Linked DNA regions of Arachis hypogaea: region 1 is linked to region 2. The links are chromatin contacts, called in public Hi-C maps. All regions are on one chromosome and are shown on one strand. Each heading gives the region's core, a stretch centred on a gene start, on an enhancer-like site or on the middle of the called end of the contact. The rest is flanking DNA. Distances are from core to core; before and after follow the strand shown. Region 1 holds the start of LOC112794232 (exopolygalacturonase-like). Region 2 holds the start of LOC112796398 (phospholipase D zeta 1).

What was found. Hi-C and Micro-C count contacts between places; a contact is called where the count stands out from the background.
Region 1: a contact with region 2 is called in a Hi-C map of leaf, with 4 times the contacts expected there. The contact joins the promoter of LOC112794232 here to the promoter of LOC112796398 in region 2. A contact is called at or near these places in 4 of 8 Hi-C or Micro-C datasets (leaf and an unstated tissue).

Annotation. Positions count from the first base shown.
Region 1 is chr4:16,924,859-16,930,962 of arahy.Tifrunner.gnm2.J5K5, forward strand. LOC112794232 (exopolygalacturonase-like) reads right to left here and starts at 4,359. Exons shown (of 5, transcript XM_025836335.2): 1 at 4,019-4,359; 2 at 2,250-2,573; 3 at 1,132-1,421; 4 at 572-800; 5 at 1-475. The coding sequence starts at 4,231. The coding sequence ends at 251.
Region 2 is chr4:16,674,730-16,680,984 of arahy.Tifrunner.gnm2.J5K5, forward strand. It overlaps LOC112796398 (phospholipase D zeta 1), which reads right to left and starts at 3,237. Exons shown (of 20, transcript XM_025838830.3): 1 at 2,264-3,237; 2 at 1,440-1,541; 3 at 1,195-1,310; 4 at 949-1,090. The coding sequence starts at 2,518.

The sequences.
Region 1 (6,104 bases), core at 3,109-5,608, 250 kb after region 2:
ATTTAGAACGATATTAACTACAATTTCTATTTAATTGCGTGTTTAGAAGTACATATATACTGACATAACTTTAAGATGTACTCCTAATTAAGATGCATATGCCATATACTAAGGCTTTCAAAACTAAAAAAAAAACTTAGTTCACTTAATTTAATTTATGTACAATTTAATTTCTGCCTTTCTGTACAATTTAATTTAATTTATATACAATTAACGAAGAAGTTGAGTCTAATTGGTTCATGATTTTGTTCTATGGACATGCTGGTGGCATTTGAATGCCTCCATAGATAGGTTTAACGTTGGCACATCTTGCGCCAGAAGGAAGGATAGGTCCAAGAAGCTTGAGGTCTATGTTGTGAAGTTGAACATTTTCACATGGGAATTGCTTACTACACCTTAAATCCACTGCAATTGGTGAAATTGTTGTTCCTTTTACATTTATAAAACCAACATTTGATATCTTTACAAGTGATGGCTGCATGGAAATGTATAATATGAGCTAATTACTTGGATCAATTAATCATAAAAGAGAGAAAGGAAATGTATAATAATAAAGAAACAAGTAGCGAACCTTCTTTTTGCAGATGCCTGGAGAACATTGATATTCTTGATCAATGATGATAGGGTTTTTAACATTTTCCATGGTAATATCACTATAGCTTATATCTGTTGCTAAACCTGAATACTTCTCTGGCCATGACTTTATTCTTAGGCCATTGGTTGTGCCAACCAATGTGCAATTCTCCACCCTAATTCCTCTCACCTCTAGCTCATCTTGATATTTTCCAAGACTACCAATACTGTCATATTTTATATTGTTATTCAATCGATACAAAAATTTATATAATTTTTTTGTTATGAAATCACTTTTTTCAAATATTTAAGCACATAGAAGGAAATACATGAATGCATGATTATATCTCTAAAATGTATGCTTATACAAAATTTTTTTGAATTTACATAAATTTTTGCATAATTTTTTTTCTTTTTTTATTTGTATTATGTTTTTTTTTTCTTTTAAAAAATAATAAAGATTAAACTTTAGACTTTTAGAAGTTTAAACTTTTGTGAAAAACAGTATCATGACACTTTTGAATAAACAGAATGAATAATAAGTAGTTATGTTATTACCTAATACCATGTCCAGGGCCACACTTTAGTCTCTTAATGGTAACATTGTTGACCCCTTGAATCATAGAGACACAATCATCACCGGTTTCAATGTTGGATTTTGATATTTTGACATTGATGGAGTGGCTAATGTGGATTCCATCAGTATTGGGGCTGGTACCTGGTGCTGTGAGCTTAAGCAACCTAAGTCTAATGTTGGCACAGTTTGTGACAAATATGTGAAAGCCTTTGGGGTTCAAGGTTTTTATGTTCTGTATGATTCCATTGTTCACCCTGCTGAAGAAAATGCTCTGCATCGCCAAACACATGCATAAAACCTCAAACATTAATTATTGCCCAATGCTAAAAATATATAAAAAAAAAAATTTAGGGGTCGACAACTTTATTAAATTCTGGTCAGTATATAACCAGTAAAACAAAAATGAGTAATCCCATATCATTGAATGAAATCTCACACCATTAAAAACATCATTGATGGCTGCTTAATGACTACAAATCACAAAAGTTACTAGTCCCTAGCACTCCTCAATAAAAAATATTACTTGTCCTTATAATTTAGCATTAGTCAACCTTTAAAATATATATAAGTATATTTTTCATGTTAATGTCAGCACTTTAAATGAAGATTGTTTAGGAACCATAGGGAGCTATAGCTTGTTTTTCTTTTGCTTTTTTTTAATGTATTTGTTTTTTACTTTATATTTTTTAATTGTTGTTAAAATAAACAAGTAATTTTAAATATAATAAATATATAATTATAAATATTATATATATATAGATAATTATAGATATTAAATTAAATAAAATAATTTATATTATTATTTTAAATTAAATCATATGTTGGTATAACATATACAGATATCGAGGTAGTTATTTTTTTAGAATTATGCTAAGTGCATACCAAAATCAGCCACTAAAGTTCGTCACTAGTATAAAATATATACTGAAATATAAATATATATATTGAAAATAAATTAAACCATAAGTATATTTATACATAAATACATTGGTGGCTGATTTTAGTAGTTAATTTTAGTGTACAAATAACATATTTATTTTTTTTATATATTTAAAAAAAAAAGTAGTAAGGATTAAGATAAGTGGATTGATGAACTTACACTAGGAGCTCTAACACAGGCGCTATCGGAGTCGGTTTCACAATTCTCAGTTTGGGACCATGAATCTTTTCCTTGTCCATCAAAGGTGCCACCACCAATGAGTTTGATACCGGAGAGGTCTTGGAACATGAGCCATTCGCCGTCAACATACTCGCTGATGTCCGTTGTTGCAACCACGGTGCCTTCAACTTGGACCGTGACGGGCCCCGGAGTCGTGCACGGCCCGGCGAAGTACATTGCCGAAACCACGAACCTTCCTAGAGGGACCAGAACCCTTGCTTGCACTTTCGACTTGCATGTTGCTCTCCATGCGTCCATGAACGCCTTCATTATTACAATACAATCTTTATCAAATGTGCATGCAATGTCATGGATTTATTTTTCATGTAGTTGTATTGTTTTTACGTAAGTAAAATTGATGGATAAAATAATTTGATTATATAATATTATCAAAATATTATATAAATTTTTTTTGTTTTAAGAATTAAATTTATGATTTTTTTATTTTAGTAAAATATATTTACTATCTTAGCAAATATCAATTTATTATTATTATTATTATTATTATTCATATTTAATTTGTAAAAAATAGATTAATAGGTAAATTAATAACTATTATTAAACTAATTTATTCTAATTTCTTTACGTCACATCACGTACTAATGCTATTAGTGGAATATATGACACTTGCTGGAAATTTAGTGGAGTTTCAATGCAAAAAAGTGGAATTGGTACCTCTAAAATAGGATGCCACCTGTTCCTATAGCATGTGTTATTCCAAAATTATTTTGTCAAATGCGTCAGAAATTATATTGAGATTTTTAGGATAGAATCTTTAAGGCATGCAGCCATACATGTATACATAGGGCAAATAATAGTACATATACATGAAAATTATGATATGGTTTGGAAAATGATTTTTTAAAGATTTTTGTATGTGTAAAATATATTAATTTATATGTGTCATTTAAATTGGATTGATCTAATAATTAACTCATTTGTTCACTTAATTAAATATATAAGTTCAAATTTTATCTATTCTTAAATTTATAATGGACTAATCTTTAGTCTTTTAGGTTGAAAAATACAATAAAAAATAAAAAATATAATAATACAAAATAGTTTTACGAAAATATGTAATCATGTATTATTATATCATTAAATACAACTAATTTTCAAATTTGTTATCTAAAAATTTATTTAAAACATAAATTTAATTGAATAATCGTTTTAAATTTTAGTACATTAAAGTTAAATATTTAAAAAGTTATTTAAATTTATAAATTTAATATCGTAAACTTTCAGTATATTAAAATTACGCTAATATTTTTTCGTGCCAAAAAAGTGGATAAATATGAGTATAACCCTAATTAAAAATACAGTAGTGTGTTGATAAAAAAAGTTAGCCTCATGAATTGTTATTCTAGTATCTATATTTTTTTAGTGACACTCCTAGTCCTAGCTTTAGATTCCGTGTGAATAGTGTGTTTTACTCTTTATTTTGTATTCACTTTTATGAATTGGAACACTACATATTTCCTATCATGTTCTATAAAATTTTGTTTGTTGTAAAATGCGAATTATGCGACATTCTTGTTGCGTTTAACAAGACGTTGGAAATAATGCTGTGTGCTATTTAGCACAAATTCCTAAACGTTACACTTTTATAAATCTATTACCACATGCTTAAAACATATGCTTATTTTCATTATATTGAAGAAATTTTCAGCAAAATGGTCAAATATTATAAAAAAAAAACATATATATACCTGAGTGCAATCAAACTTCCCATCAGGTTTGGCACCAAAGCTCATGACATTATTAATAATCTCACCAGGAGCAAGAACATCCTTAGCTACATTGCGACCCTCATAGATATCAGGCCCAGCAATTGGCCTTACTCTTTCATCACCTTCTACCACAAAACAAGCCACTGCCAACCACAAAATAACATCAACACCAACTCTCTTTGCAATCACCATTGTGCCTCAATTCACTAATCACAACTAATTCTAAAGATGTTTTTTAAAAAAATGAATTTTTTAATTTTTTTTTAGATTTTCCAGATAGAGGCCTCCAAGGGAGGCTATAGGAGAAGAAAATGTGAAAAAATTTTATCCCTTTTTCTTTTGCCTCAGTATTTCACAGAGAATATATGGTTACTATTTTATTTCTATTTTGTAGCATCTATATCAACGGGGAATGTTAGATTTTCTTCTTAAATTGGTTAATCTAAATAAAAATTTTGTGCTTCATGGGCATTGAGCTCCTAGATTGAATTCTGGATTTCCGTTCCAAAGTTGGCTATATATTTTCTCTAACTATACATATTAGATTCTTATAGAACCTCACACTAAAATAAAATATAACTTTAGTCCATTCATTCACTGTTTGCGTGGGAAAATATATATATGCTTATGCTGCCACCACAATCCCTTAAAATATGCTTTCAGCGGCCACTCAAACTAACAAAGAATATTTTCATACGAGCAATGTTAGGGGCCAGCAATTTTTGTGATTGTTAGCCATCAACTAGCCATCAATGATGATTTAATGGTGTGAGATTTCATTCAATGGCTCACTTTTCTCTGCTGGTTACATGCTGGCCAAAATTCAATAAAACTGTTGGCCTTAGACTTTTCCTTTCCATATTTTATCCGTCTCTTTGATTCTCATATTCTTTATCTTTATATATTCAAATTCACAACCCATTGATCAGAAAAAAATCATTATTGAATTTATAACATGAGTTTTACGTTGGAAAAATATAGGTAGACAACGAGAATATTAAATAATGTGAACAATAGATATGTGGGATGTTCAATTTAATAGGTATGTAGATGATTATGTTGATCATTTTTAATTGGATGGTTATTTTTTTTATTCGATTTACTCATTCACAGTTAATAATAGCCGGATACTTAATTCATTAGATGTGCAGATGATTAATTTAATGTTAAGGTTTAGAAAATAATTTGGAGATGGAGTGTTTTTTTACTTTATTGAATTCATTATATATCAGATTGTTCACATTGTTTAGAGAAATCATTATTTACGTAACAAAACCATTTTATATTTTAATTAAAAAATAATTAAATTCTGGAATTTGATCTACTATATAAAATTTGTTTATCTATTTTGTAATTTCTAGCAGCTACACTTTTTTCTCTATATATATGATTGCCTGGGTAAATCAATTAATTAAATATATAGAAAACAAGCACAAAGTGCTCTAAGAAAAATATACTAAGAAATCCTCAAAATCTATTATTTATTTTTTGACCATCAATTTCTTTAGTATAGTTTCTTTAATCTAATAATTCAATAACATACTTTATCTCATATTTTTAAACACTAATAGTTAACTGACGACCAAAAATAATAAATTTCGACAACTCTCTGTACCATTCCTCTTTACAAAATTTCTAAAGATTATAAATTTCATATATTTCTAAAACATGTGTTAGAATGATATGTTCAAAAAATATATAAGAATTCGTAGCTTACCTCAAGCCCTAACATGTTCTGACAAACAAAATTAACTAGTTCATAGCACAGTTAATCAATGATTTCAAAACTGTTTTTCCTATGCCAAAGAAGCAAAAAACGACATAAAAGAGGCATATAGCCAGTAATATGATAATGAGAGCAAAACTGGTTGATAGATAGTAACATGTTTGCTCTGTACATATATAGCTTTAAGGGAACTAAATAAGAGAAGCCTAATAACATGATGAACCTTGAACCCCTTGAAGAAGAGCTACAGAAGAAAGCAGAACACACTTTTTCTTGTGTTTTGACCTTTGACTTTGAGCTACAACCGATTCATATACACATATATAGCACATGAACATT
Region 2 (6,255 bases), core at 1,987-4,486:
ATACAACAAGACATCAAAAGCAGAGGAATGCACCAATAATTATTTAAAAAAAGAAAGAAAGAAAGAAAATAGTCATGGACTTCAAAATTCAAATGAAACTAAAATATGTCCTATAAGTTCCTACGTCATAATCAATACTCCTGCAGAGGAAATGGAAAACCCAAATGCACTAGGTTCCCACAATCATGGACTCTAGGGATTAGGAAACCACCATAAGCAACCCTAATTGCCAAATATATGATCTCTGTTTATCAATAAAAAACTGCAAATTTTTTGCTGAAAAGCTAAGGTCATGGGAACAGGTTCCACAATTTAGGCCAAGTGCATCTGATCGTCAACCAAAAACAGTATCATCATCATGCATCTGGCTACCTGTTAATGAAACTAGTGCACTATCCAAAATCAACAGACTCCACAGTGGTAGAGTAGCAAAGAAACAGAGTTCTAATTTTCCTTTTTATTTTATTTTTTTTTCCTACTTTAGGAATGTTAGATGTCAACCAATTTCAGAGCACTGAAACAGGAGCATGCAAGAAGAGCATGACTAAATATTGACTATTATGTTTTAAGGATATAGGCCCCGTATCCAGTACTATACTTACACTTGTAACTCCTGGATTTTATCTTTTTAAACAATTTGCATAGCTCCTATATCTATTATTCTACTTATATTTGTTTCACCATAAAGGCCCCATTGTAAGTTGTTATGACTGACACAATCAACCCAAGGATGATGTTAACTGACTTCATTTCATATGTTAAATACTTAAATTAACAAATCAACACATAGTCCCTCCTTTAATAAATCCAATTGTAGGAATTTATTTATATCTTTCATCCGACCATAGATGCCATATACACTAAAACCTCAACAATGAATCGATAACAGTGTAACAAGATTATGACATGATTAACATCAGTGGTTAAAGGCTCATGCGCAAAGCATACCTCTGGAGAGTTAACAATACTGATATTTCCCAAAAAGTGATTCAGATATCCTTGCATTGCACTCTTTGCCCTGTCTGACACAGACTGCTGCCTACCTAAGGCTGGTCGTATAATTGGTAGAGCAGCACTAGATGGAACATCTCTGGACCAAATTTCATATTACAGGAAATTACGACGACAAATTAGCATATTGATATTGTAAAAGTGCGCCAACAAAAGTTGCATGCCAGTGGGGTGGGGGTTCACCTGTTTTTTGCATATTCATCAGCATGTGAAGCAAATGTTTCATCATCAGCTTCATCGTCATCATGCACCATAGTAGTGTGCTCTCCTATTCCTAGATTTTGAAGCCATTCTTTAACCTTTAATATAATTTTTCAGTGAACATTACATCAAAACAAATAGCATACATAAAAAAAAAATTCTGCAAATGCATTTATTTATAAGCAATAAAAAAAATCCATCTTAAGAAAACATTGCTGATCCAATACCTGTTCTTGCTTCTCATGAATTTCCTCAAAAAAGGCACGCTTCTTTAACGCAAAATGCAAATAAAATACTTGAGAAGCTTTCTTCACTAGCTCCCACTTGAACTGGAACAAAAATGAGATCTAAATAAGTATACTCCTTTAGGAAGGAAGATCGAATAAAATAAATAATAATACGCAGAAACACCACGATTCTTTTTACAATGAAAGAAAGAGTAATGCTAGGGAAATAATAACACAAAAGTTACCTTATTTCCTTATTTATCCATTTATTTCAGCAATAATTAAGGAATACAAAATAAAGAAACAAATGCATTAAAAATAGCTAATAAAAAAAAGAAACAAGTTATGGCTCCCTATGGTTCCCACACTATGGCCCCCAAACATTATACTGAAAGACAAGGCAGTACTGGCAACTGCGAACAAACTTTAAAACACAATCATCAAACCAAAGGTGTAAAACTATTTTCAGCTAAAACAAAAACTGAAAGGCCAGAGATATAACTAACAGTAACAGTTATTTGGAGAAAACAAATGAATTCCAAAACAATGCAAAATATACAAATTGCAGCAAAGCATTGTCAACTCTGAAGTCAAAAGAGTCAAACCATTGCTAAATTTAAAACCTCTGTTCAGTTTCCTAATTCATAAGCACATATGATAACCAGCATAGAAATGCAATTAGATTGAAATACTCGAATTAATTCCGTATCCTGTCCCTTGCTTTCAGTTCACACAATCATCTTCAGCTCTTGCTATAACCGAATTTTCAGCGTGCAATTTAACAACATAAGCAGAATCACGAAGAGAGAGAGATTGCTATGTACCTGTTTGTACTGAAACCGAATGGTGTAAGAGAGCTGCATAGGGCTTATGTCGCTGGCGTCAGGGCGAGAGACGGAGACGATGGTGGCCTTGGGAAGTTCGTCGAAAATCCGAGTAGCCTCGCCGGCGCCTCCATGTCGGAAAGACGGAACAGACGACATCTCTTCCGCCGCCGCCGGAGGAGACGGCGGCTGCTCCGGTTTCATAGGGAAGTAACGGTGGGCGCCGCCGTCGGACATTAACTGCTCAGTCGCCATCGGAAAAATATAATCGGCGGCGAATTAGAGAGAAGCGATGAGGGATCGGAATAGGAATTGTGAAGAAGACGAAGAAGAGAAGCCGAAACGGCGTCGTTGGTTGCTTCGGATCCGAAGCTAATCGAAAGAGAGAAAGAGTGGAAGCCTCGGCTTTCGTGAGAATGGGAGTTTATGGCAGGCTGAAACTGTGAACAGCGTCACAAAAAAGTGCACAAAACTTCATTTCTTCACTGGCTCTACTACGCTTTTCAGAATTCTTCTTGCCATACTAATAATTAAATTTATTAATTTAATTATAAGTTAAATTATATTTTTGAAGCATTGTTTCACTCCAGATCATTTACCCGCTAACTATGCTAATCAGATGAGATCATAATCTACAATATTAGCAGTTTGTAGATGCCAAATACATTATAAATTGGTGAAAATAATTTTAAGATGATAGCAGCTCATTTGTTTTAGATAAAAATAAAATGAAATGGTGCTATTGTTAATTTTTTTAAAAATATTTTTTTTAATTTTAATATAAAAAATTTGTATTTAATTTGTATTTTTATTTTTATTATTTTCTGTTTTTTAAATTTTGTAAAAAAAAACTGCATAAATAATAAAATTATGTTTTCTATTTCCATATTTTTTACAAAATTTTTTAAAAAATCCTGAAAATGAAAAAGGATTTTGATTTCGTATCTAGCAGCCAATTTGGTAGTCTTAATTCTAGAAGTTGAATTGTTTTAGCGTTTCACAAATTTGAAGGGTTCGTTGCGTACACTCTGTGGTAGTTGGTAGATTGTCTTACATTCTCTTTGACAACGGCTAAAATGGATTTGACCCCCAAAACTAATTTTGATAAAGTATGTGTATTAACTTGTAAGCTGATGGGTGATTTAATCTTTTAATTAGAAAAAAAATGAAGTTACCTAGATCACAAATTCACAAGCTTCTAACGAGTTGATGAATCATCAGTTAATTCATTTTCATAATAAAATGAGAATACGTTCAATAGAAGTGAAAAAATAAGAAAGAGTTGGTGTCTTTTAAGAGCGTATAAGAATTTCTTATAACCTAAATCATAAAATTTAATTCTAGGTTGCGTGATTTTGTTTGCTTTGTGCATTCGATGGACTGAATGGCGGAACATTATACACAGAAGCAACGACTTTTCTTTTAACAAACTAATAAATAAGCCACTCGTCACATGCCATTATTTGCCATTACAATACAAGTCAGCAACCACTGCCTGGGATCATCTATTTTAATCCAATAACCAATAATTGAAGTAACATAAACGAAACAACAGCATAGGCTTTCGGCTGATTTTTCACATGCACTTTTATTTTAATTTCATCGTAAAACAAAATAAAAAACTGAGTAACCTGAATTCTCCTTTATTGTGATGTGATTAATACATGACACATCACACATCACACATCTTATGATATTGAGATCTCTATACTAGTTACATTTTACGTGAATAGTAGTGTATATAGTGTATATGTGTATTATTAGTATTACAATTAAATGGATTTGCCTCAACCACGAAAAATATTTTAAAAAATTTTTTATAATCCTAACTTTTTTTTTTTATTTTGGTCTTAGACTATACACATTTCTATGGGTTTAACTTCCTAAGTGCTTTCATAAATTAGTTGTTATCCCAATTATACCAATTAAGATTAGCAAAAGTGTATCATGTTAATTCTTTAAATTTTTTTAATTTTTTTATCAAATGACTCATTACGTTGTTAGAGATTAATAGAATATACTTTTGTTAATTTTAAAGATATAATTGATACAATTAAAATTTAAGAAACTATTTAAATAAATACAACAATTTTAAAGACTACTTTATTATTTTTTTTTTATCATACACATTTTCACTCACTCACGCACACCCTAAATGACTCTTTCCAACTTCAACCTAGCTATAGCTGGGTATAAAACTGGGTGTGGCAATTTAAGAGGCAAATAGCCCAATACATTTGCCATTTTTACACATGTCTCGGCCACAACACTTTGGAACTTAACTTCGAGTTCCTATGAATAACTCAGGTGGGATAATGGGATACAATTCGTTTTCTTTTCTTGGTCATTGGTGGGATACAATCTTTTTGTAATTTTGCTTTTTATTCCCACGGTATTTTTTAATTCAATAAATTAAAAATTAATTTATTGTAAATCGAAATTCTATTTAAAAATTTGTTATTAATTACTGAATTTATGTAGGTACAAAAGGGAATTCGAACAATAATTTAAGAATTATTTGCAATTTTGTTTTATTGAAGACTCTCCTCAATAAGGGACTAAAGCCCAACAGTGATTTTATTGAAGACTCTGCTTAATAAGGGGCTAAAGCCCAACAATGATCATGAAGAATTGAGTACATCATTTCTGGTCTGAAATAATTAATCACGCAACAATCCTAATCCCACCACTATTGGGCCAAACCAATTTCTTCCTGATCCACACAAAACAACTTCCCCCAATGTTTGGGAAAATAGGGTAATTGTTTTATAGTCCAAAAACCTACATGCAATGTATTTTGCTGGCTGATTTGGCTACAAAACATGATAATTAGGGAAACCAATACATAACCTGATACCTTGGGAAACCAATACGCCCATAAAAACTTCAAGTTACGACCTTGACAAATAAGAAGGTTATGGATTTTCAGTCCAAGAAAAAAAAAATGATTACCATGGTTCTGAAAACCGGACCGGACCGGCCGGTTCAACCGGAAAAACCGGGAACCGGTCAATTAACCGGTCTGGATAAGCTCAAAAACCGGCCAGTAAAAAACCGGTAAAAAACCGGTCGAACTGGCCGGTTAACCGGTAAACCGGTCAAACCGGCCGATTTTTTAACGGTTTTTTAACGATTTTTTATTAAATTAATATATTTAAAATTATTTTTAGGTTTTTTAATAATTTTATTTAATATTTAATTAAACCGGTTGAACATCGGTTAAACTCCGGTCGAACCATTAAATCATTGAACCAGTAACTTCACCGGTTCATTGACCGGTCCGGTTCTCGCAACCTTGATGATTACAGATTTGAAGTGAGATTATGTGAGGCATTCTACCATGGATATGTTTCATTATCTGAGTTTGAGGGGATTCTAAGAGTTAATATCCACTAGAGTAGTTAATTCTGTTGCATCTATAATTGGACAGATAAAAAAAACTAGCTATATTTTTTTATTTTCCTTTTTCTTTTCTTTGTCAAAGCTCTATGGGTGTTGCTACATGTATGTACATCTTATATATATTTTGCTGCTAAATATATATGTTCTACGTACGTAGAAAAATAAACCGTTATTATAAAGAAAAATTAAAATATATGATTTATAAAAATAAATAGAAGTTAAGTATTGTATATATTGATTATTTAATATTTATTTTGTTATTTGATACAAGTATTTATGAGCGTATGCCCTAATGTGTTTATACTTTATAATAAACATATATTTTGAGGTATATTGAGAAATGAAAAGTCTGTGTGACTCGGTATCATAAAATTTCTATTTCGATATTATTTGTTTATTTACACTTTATATAATGGTAATGTATGGATAAAGAGATGAGTATATAATGAACTAGATATAATAAAACATGCATCTATACTCTTGAAAATAAATATTATTGAGACTCACTCTTCCTTCTCATCTAAGATGAGCCGATGAACGTTTCAAGAAGAAACAATTATGCATGGGATCAAGGTCAACAATACAATAAG